3 separate regions of the Mus musculus genome follow, and all the other regions are linked to region 2. The links are chromatin contacts, called in public HiChIP or PLAC-seq and promoter capture Hi-C maps. All regions are on one chromosome and are shown on one strand. The core of a region is the stretch at or near the end of the contact, and the rest is flanking DNA. Distances in the headings are between cores, read along the strand shown.

Region 1 (2,700 bases), core at 34-2,533, 150 kb after region 2:
TTGGTACTTGAGTCCTCATTAAAGCCAAGGAGAGAATGACTGACATTCCCAGGACCACTGGAATTTACCTATATGGAGGTCACTCAGGCTAGTCCTTGCCATCTCATTGGCACCTGACTCTTCTATTCTTTTTGTTTAGGAACTATATTTTTATTTTAAAATATTTTGATGTTTTTAATTGGAATAGAATTACACCACTTTCCCCTTCTCTTTCTTCCCTCTAGTCCCTTCCAGAAACCCTCCCTCAAGCCCCTCCCATGTCACCCTTACTCTCAAGTTGATAACTTCCTTTATTATATTATTATTATTATTACTAGATATGTGTGTACATCCACAAATACACGCTCACATACAACCATCTGAATGTGTTTTTGTTTGTGTGTGTATAGTTTTAAGGCTGAACACTGCACTGGACAAATAGGGATCTTATCCCTAGGAAAGCTAACTCTCCTCCCAGTAGTCAACAGTCTTTGTCTAAGGGAAGAAAATCTCCACTTCCACATTAAATGTGCATTGATATTGCCATTGTTCTGGTCTTGCTTATACAGACATTTCTAGGAGAGACTATTTCGTAACAGACTTCTTGGTATTCTAGTTTTTAAAATCTTTCTGCCCCATCTTTCCAGTTGGTCCATGAACCATAGAAGCCAACTGAGAGGAATGAGAAAGGTCAGTACAGGAGAAGGAGGGATGAGGGACAAATAGCACTGAGGTTGTTTAATAAAGCTTTAATGAATTAGATTATTTTATATTTATTTAAATTATACATAGACATGTGTGTATGTGTGTGTTTCTCTCTCTCTTTCTCTCTCTCTCTCTCTCTCTCTCTCTCTCTCTCTCTCTCTCTCTCTCTGTGTGTGTGTGTGTGTGTGTGTGTGTGTGTGTGTGTGTGTGTATTTTGGGCCACTTGAGCTGACAATGCTCCCCACAAGAACCATAGACTAACAATACCCTCAGTAACAGGCACAAGAAACCTCCTTTGAAGCAGTTGATCAGGATAGCTCAATTGACTCTCAAAACAATATAGATTAATAATGTGGCCCTTGGTTGCCACTCAGGTGCTAAGGGTGAGCTTCTGTTGCTTAAGATAAGGTACACTTTCAACACAGGACACGGAAGATTTGAGCAGGAACTGACCTGAATGCCTCTTGTCTAGCTAGCTTCCATGGTTCCAGAAAATATTATGCAAGCTGGCAAGGGGAGAAGGAATTAATGAGCCCTGTCCAGCTGCAAAGCCTATGAACTAGGACAATTATCAACAGGTCAAGTTACATATAAGGTTCATTGAATGCCGCTCACGTATTGGTGGCAACCAACAGCTGTCTAATTGGGCTTAAGAACAACGCAATAGGAGGGAAATCATGCCTGACACTGGAAACCTAGCCAGCTTTCCAGAGCTAGTGAGGAAAACTTAGAAAAGAATCTACTCTGACCACTTTACTATACCAGCATAATTTATTACTATATTCTAAATCTTATCCTTACTCATACAGATAAATGAAGCCCCCATGCCCTATCAAAGAAGCCTGTCTTTTCAGCACAGAAAACTCAAACATCACAGTTCAGAAATCAAGGGATCATGGGGATCGTGGGGAGCCTAGCTTCAATGGATATACTATATTACCCCTCCATTCTTGAAGCTGTAGTCAGTCATCTTCTTCCATGAAGCCTTCCTGGGCTACCAAATCCATAGAATTCTTTTGTCCACTACCAGCAAGAAGTAGCCAAGAAACTTTATCTTGCTTTGATAATGGCTACTTGGAGCTCAAGGTCACTCCCTGAATTGGAGGGAGGGAATGCAGTATAGGGAATGACTCAGGACACTGTTAGGAAGGGGAGGGTGGAGGGCATGCTATGCGCTGAATCTGACTTGACTCCCCTCCTCCTTTCTTTTCTCAGAAACCTCTAGAGTCCTGGAAAAAACACATACTGAACATATTTAGTGCACTACAGGAGATAGGGCATGTTTGATACAGAGAATCTGAGGTCAGAAATGTCACTGTGTACCAGGCAAGTGTAGCCCAATCCAGTTTGGGGTGAAGGAATGGTCAGGCTGTGTTTGTGCAACTTGACTGTTCTGTGGATGCCAACAGGGGAACTCATAGTAGAAAGAGGAGCAGAAAAGCTAAGGAATAACACGGGCTGGGTTCACAGTTTGAGTCCAACTGACCCTAACTTCAAAGACTCTATCAGAAATCTCTTGACTCAGACTCATATTTTTATCTGTGTGAGTCTCTTCCAGCCTGCTCATTGAAATACAAACCAAATTTTGCATTGGTTAATGGTAAAAATACCACAGGTGTCTGCACTGAGCTCACAAAGGTGTTGGAGTCTGCTGAACATTAATTCTCACATTTGGGTTCCCTGGGACCTTTGAGCAACATTGTACTTCAAGCTTGATTCTTTCCTACACAGAAAATTCTATCTATGACCATCCTTCAGAGTGTTCTTCATTACTTGATGGGCAGCTAGGCTCTAAGATCCCTCCATTCCCAACACTGAAGCTGCCTTCCCTGAGGGGCAGAGGAAAGAAAAAAGATAACTCCCTGGGAAGAAGGACAATAAAAAGGGCTGCCCCCACTTTAGCCAAGATGAATTACAGGTCTGCCAAGAATATGATCCAACTCCTTTATCAAAACAGACTCTATGCCCTGAGATTTAAGCCAGACACATTCTCTACAGGACAGCTTCTTTTGGCCA
Region 2 (2,700 bases), core at 95-2,594:
TTAGTGAAAACAGGAGTTGTTCTTGAAGTTGCTGGCTTGAGAGAGTGGCGCAGACCCGTTTGCAGGCGAGGTGAGGGAGGGTAAAATGGTTTTCAGAAAGTAGTGGTCTTGGTGAAAGGGACTTGCTTGCAGCCAGGTTCTGCTTGCACGGGCTCCTGCTGGCAGGGCAGAGGAGGGCATATGCATCCTGCACCCCCTCTGCTTTTGAGAGCAGTGGCATAGTAGTCCAGGGGCTCTTCCTCAGCACCTCCAGTTGTTTCCAGGAGACAGCAGCGCAGGCACAGAACCCGCTGGAAAGAGCGCCGGAAGTTGTCAGAGAGGAAGCCATAGAGAATGGGATTGGCACAGCTGTTGGCATAGCTCAGGATGAGGGACACATGGTTGACAGTGGCATCGAGGCTGGTGACAAACAGGTTCAGAAGCTGCACCACATAGAAAGGCATCCAGCATAGCACAAAGACGGTCACCACCATTAGCACGAGCCTAGTGATCTTCTTCTCTGAGCGCCTCCGTTGTTGCCAGCCAGCCCGCAGGGCCACAGCGCGCATCTTGCCCACAATAAGCAGGTAGCATAATCCGATGGCCAGAACCGGGAGTAGGAAGCCCAACAAAAAAGTATAGATCACAAAGACCGCAGACCAGGCCGGGTGAGGCCAGTGCAGGTTGCAAGCCACGGCCTCGCCCCCACGAGCTGGCCTGGTGTCAGCGAAGACTGCGATGGGCAGGGTGACCAGCAAGGATGCTAGCCACACTCCCAGGTTGATTAGCTTGGCCACGCTGGGCCGCCGGTAGGTGGCGGCGCGCAGAGGGTGCACAACAGCCACATAGCGGTCCACGCTGAGCACGGTGAGGCAGAAGACACTAGTGAACATGTTCAGGCCGTCCACGCTAAGCACTGCGCGACACAGCACCGCCCCGAACGGCCAGTGGCGCAGGGCAGCCGCCGAGGCCACGAATGGCACGCTGAGCATGAAGAGCTCATCGGCGACGGCCAGGTTGAGTAGGTAGATGTTGGTGGCTGTCTTCATCTTGGCATAGCGTAGGATCACGAAGATGACCAGGGCGTTTCCCACCAGGCCCACCAGACACACGAGCGCATAGATGCACTGGATAGTGACCATGCCCGCTGTCCCTGTGCCGTCGGACCCCATCGCATCCTCCTCCTCCTCGTCCGGAGCCCAGCTGGCGTTGATCCCAGGGGTCCAGGTGGTGTCCTCGACCCCCGGAGGCAGAGTTGCTGGCGCGTTCATGTCTCGGGGTGCCCACCCCGGGCAGCGGAATGCGGTGGAGAGCAGCGGAGCGCTGAGCCAAGGACCAAGAGGCGGGCTGGGGTCGCGCGCGCACACGCTCGGCTCAGCCGCTCCGCCTAAGAAGTGCGCGGGGGCCCGGGAGCACCCGCCAATCCCTGCGCTGCCGCGCGCCCCTCGGCCGCGGGAGCTCCATTTGCCCGGCGCGCGCCCTTCCCTTCGCGCGCCCAACCTCAGGTGCCTTTGCCCGAAGAGCTCTTGTGGGCTTTTCTTACCTGCGCCACCTCTGCCATGTTGCCAGTTTCGCCGGGCTATCAGAAACTTTACTTGGAACCCGTCCTACCGTGTGCCGCTAGATCTCGCCTCCGTCAGCTCTTCAGATCCTCTCCCCTTAGGATCCTGGTTCTCTCCGAATCGCTCGCTCACTACCTACAGTTTTCTGGGTATTAAAGTATCTGGATGGCCCCAGATTACCCCAAGCACCCAAGCACGCAGAGCCATCATCCCAGCACCTGACAGCCCTTCCCTGCTCTTTCAATGTTCAGAAAGTCCTGTATTGTCCTTTAGCTCAGTCCAGGGATGAGGGAAACTGAAAGTCTCTATGGACATTTCTGTGGATTCAAGGTCGATAAGAGGCCAGAGGTGGAGTTGGGGTCCTGGGGTGTGTGTCTTGGATCTCTCCCTCTCTTCCTGCCCGCCCGCCCTCCCTCACCCCAAACACTGGCCCTCTGAATCTTTTAAATTGAATCTGCATGGAATTAAGGTCCTCAGGAAATGGAGTGGTATTAGGAGAACTAGAGATACCTTTAACCCCAAGATAACTAACCTCAGGCAAGTGAAATGGCTCAGGGATAAAAGTGCTTGCTCTTAAGCCTGAAGACCTGAATTTTATCCCTATGATTCACAAGAAAAGAAATTTGACCTCTATTTCCCACTGTGGCATGCATGCATCTGCCTCCCATCATTCATATATATATATATATATATATATATATATATATATATATATACACATGTATATATATACATATATATATATATACACACACACACACATGAGAGAGAGAGAGAGACAGAGACAGAGAGAGAAAGAGAGAGAGACAGAGACAGAGAGAGAAAGAGAGAGAGACAGAGACAGAGAGAGAAAGAGAGAGAGACAGAGAGAGAATGCTAGTGGTGACATACGGTTTTAATCCTGGCACTTGGGAGGCAGAGGCTAGCCTGGTCTACAGAGTGAGGTAGCCAGAGCTACACAGAGAAACCCTATCTCAAAAAACAAAACAAAGAAAAAAAAATAAAAGAGAAAAAGAAAAAGAAAGTGAATCCCTGTCTCCCAGGTGCTTTGAGTAAGTGGACTCCAGTGACAGAGAGACCTGCTAACTCCCACATGGCACTCACTCATGGAGGTTCCTGCCACAGGAAGAAAGATGGCTTGCCAGCCTGTGTCATCCAT
Region 3 (2,700 bases), core at 157-2,656, 160 kb before region 2:
CCTTTTTTTCACTGGGCCTAGTGTTGAGGCATTAATTCCAATGTGCTTTATATTTTAAAAATGATTCTGCTCAATTTTTCAGTGAACCTAAACTTGCTTTGCAAAAGAAAGTCTATAGAAATTAAAGTAAGCAGATTTGACATAGATTATGAATTAAAAAGAAATGAACAGATCATTGTTGTGTTTCCCTGCAGTCCAGTTGGGAGCTACATGGCTGCAGGTTTCTTGCCAACAAATACAAACAAAGTAAAATATTAATCTGTTCATCAGTAGCCATGCAATCAGGGGCTTACTTCGACCTTGGGGCTGAGTCCTGGGACTGCAGAAATAGTGTATATTCACAAGAACAAACATCTTCCCATGGGTTTCTGAGTTAATTGCAGAGTGACCTGGAATCACATGGCTCCTGTCCTTTGGACTCTGCACTGTCAAAGTTATTAAAGTTCTTGGCTGAAAAGAAGAAGTGGAAAAGGTGCTTCGTGCATTCCAGAAGCTTTGCGAGGAACCTCAGACCTCTCTCTTCTATTCTTATGCCCGTGGATGTTACTAGAGTGGTTATAGAATCCAAGCCTGGACTCTATCAGTCCCAACAAGCTAGGGCTGGCCACCTTACTCCAATATACCAATCAAAGAGATATATAATGCACCCATTTACTCCTTGGCACTTCATGACAAAATTGTGCTCTGGATTGTCTTGTGTCATATGAAGGTTGAACTTTATTCTTTTGCATTTGAACATACAGGTGTCCTAATACCATTGTTGAGATGTCTGTCTCTAATCACATCAAATGGTCTTGTCACCTCAGAAGTCCAGAGTCTCTTCCCTTGCATCTCTATCCCACTTGTCAGAATGTTCAATGGTTCAGATGCAAGAGGGTCTCACTAAGACTCAGGTTTTCTTGGCAGGGATCCCAGGTCAGTGCTGAACTTTCTGTCTGGCCTCAATCAAGGCTTTGGGGGAGATTTTGCTTCTTCATATGAACATTGATACACTTGAATCAAAGCAGTGAGTTTTCAGATGAAATGTTCTCAATGTGTGGAAATGACCTGCTTGCATGGGCATTCCAGGAGAATATTCTGGGGTTCTCTGTTCCTAATTCTCTGACTTTCTTGCCTCCTATACCATCCATTCAGGCACATTTCACTCTCTAGGGCTCCATGGAAATGTCTCATCTCCTGGTATGCCAGTTTCTGTTGACCTTGACATTTACTGACATTTTATTTCTTCCTCTGTAAAAGCAAAAAGGACTAGATTCTGTTGTCTCCAAAGATTAGCTGGTGCCTGTCATTCAGCACTAAAATATAACACTGAGTGGTTGCTTCATTTTAGGAGGCAATGAGGCTGTGCAGTTTCCTCTATGAGAGGACAGGTGTGGGTGATCCATTCACCATGGTTTCTGAGCATTGCACTGCCTCCTACTGGCATTAAGAGGTATTGTTTTTCATGTGGCAATGTAAGAGGGTACCCTGGGTGATATAATGGCCTCTCATAGGGTGATCCAGCTACATGCTTGGGATCACACCTCTTTTAAGATATCATTTTCCTAGAAAAGACTGTTTTTACTCATAAGATAGACTGATGGGCTGAATTTTGGGCAAATGGGACAATTTTAGCCTAAAAACAAGCAACAAACAACAAAGCAAATTAATTAACAGAAGCACACATAAATAATGGTTTTCCAGATAGCAGATAAGTTGAGGGAGATAGTGTATGACTTTAATCTCTTTGCTGTGTGTATGGATCTTTGTGTACTTGAGGCCAGTCTGGTCTACATAGCAAATTTCAAGCCAGTTAGGGCCATGACATCCTATCTTAAGAAAAAGAGAGGGGGGGAGAGAGGGGAGAGAGGAAGGGGGAGAGAGAGGGGAGAGAGAGGGGAGAGAGAGGGGAGAGGGAGGAGGGGAGAGGGAAGAGGAAGGAGGGGGGAGGAGGGAGGAGGGAGGAGGGAGGAGGGAGGAGGGAGGAGGGAGAGAGAGAGAATAGATATAGCAGAGAGCCGGCAAGGGAGGATAAGAAAGCCCGAGGGACAGGAAAGAAATGACCATGATGCTTCTGCCTTGAGAGTTTCCAGGTCACAGAACAAGGGGAAGGGAGTCCTGACTAGAGCTTCCTTGAGCCTCCAAATTAAATGATTGAACTGAGAGTTCAAGGAAAGCCAGATGGCTAAAATGTATAGGGCAGAACTCCCAAAAGAAGAAATCTGCATAGATAGAGAAAGCACTTCCAAAGATATGCACAGGGTCTCCTTAATATCCAGAGTTTCTTCTGAGTTTATACATTAGGAAAAAAATGCCAAAGACTCAGGAAAGAAGCCCCTGAAAGGACATGAATGAACGGGGCTATGGGTCTGCCTAGAGTAAAGATTCATCCCTACAGGGTTAGACCTCTTTGTTGAATTAGTAAATGTTTTGGGGGAAATATTTACCCATGTCCTTTGTTTCTGCTGCTTGGCTATAGTAATTTATATATTTCCCTCTCCTCTTGTGTATACAGATATCTTAAGATTGTGTTCAGGCCTCCACATGCACCAATGTGCATGGACTTACTCTACACACTAACACACACACTCAAAGACATATACATAAATACACACAAAAAGAGAAATTGAGAACAAATAATGGAAAAGTCTCCATTCTTGGGTCAAAAGAAAACCTTCTATTCATGAATGGGTGTTAATATTAAGATGTCAATTCCTCCCA

The links. Promoter capture Hi-C pulls out the DNA fragments that hold promoters and counts their contacts. HiChIP or PLAC-seq counts read pairs in DNA pulled down with a chosen protein or histone mark.
Region 1: a contact with region 2 is called in an H3K27ac HiChIP or PLAC-seq map of VIP interneurons, with 2.3 times the contacts expected there. The contact joins the enhancer-like site here to the promoter of Sstr4 in region 2. A contact is called at or near these places in 6 of 39 promoter capture datasets (the 3T3-L1 cell line, 3T3-L1-derived adipocytes, cranial neural crest and 2 more), 3 of 484 Hi-C or Micro-C datasets (the AML12 cell line, the MC3T3-E1 cell line and embryonic fibroblasts), 4 of 115 datasets of contacts at active chromatin or transcription factors (VIP interneurons, extraembryonic endoderm stem cells, forebrain and 1 more) and 1 of 9 other capture datasets (adipose tissue).
Region 3: a contact with region 2 is called in a promoter capture Hi-C map of pre-B cells. The contact joins the enhancer-like site here to the promoter of Sstr4 in region 2. A contact is called at or near these places in 11 of 39 promoter capture datasets (the C10 cell line, the HPC-7 cell line, cranial neural crest and 8 more), 2 of 15 datasets of contacts at CTCF or cohesin (the NIH/3T3 cell line and pro-B cells), 17 of 484 Hi-C or Micro-C datasets (B cells, bone marrow-derived macrophages, cardiomyocytes and 11 more), 20 of 115 datasets of contacts at active chromatin or transcription factors (the 230-238 cell line, the HPC-7 cell line, PVALB interneurons and 13 more) and 4 of 9 other capture datasets (adipose tissue, embryonic stem cells, liver and 1 more).

The regions. Positions count from the first base shown.
Region 1 is chr2:148,240,999-148,243,698 of GRCm38.p6, reverse strand. No RefSeq gene overlaps it. Among named protein-coding and RNA genes, the nearest start is that of Gm36597, 72 kb to the right of the region's middle. Within about 2 kb of position 1,283, at least 8 of the 459 cell types and tissues checked have an H3K27ac peak or open chromatin away from gene starts, as enhancers often do. A contact at or near this core is called in VIP interneurons, where this site is marked.
Region 2 is chr2:148,394,021-148,396,720 of GRCm38.p6, reverse strand. Sstr4 (somatostatin receptor 4) reads right to left here and starts at 1,344. Exons shown (of 1, transcript NM_009219.3): 1 at 1-1,344. The coding sequence starts at 1,250. The coding sequence ends at 93.
Region 3 is chr2:148,557,272-148,559,971 of GRCm38.p6, reverse strand. All of the region lies in intron 1 of Gm46770 (a long non-coding RNA gene), which reads left to right. Among named protein-coding and RNA genes, the nearest start is that of Gm46770, 3.5 kb to the left of the region's middle. Within about 2 kb of position 1,406, at least 3 of the 459 cell types and tissues checked have an H3K27ac peak or open chromatin away from gene starts, as enhancers often do. A contact at or near this core is called in pre-B cells and pro-B cells, where this site is marked.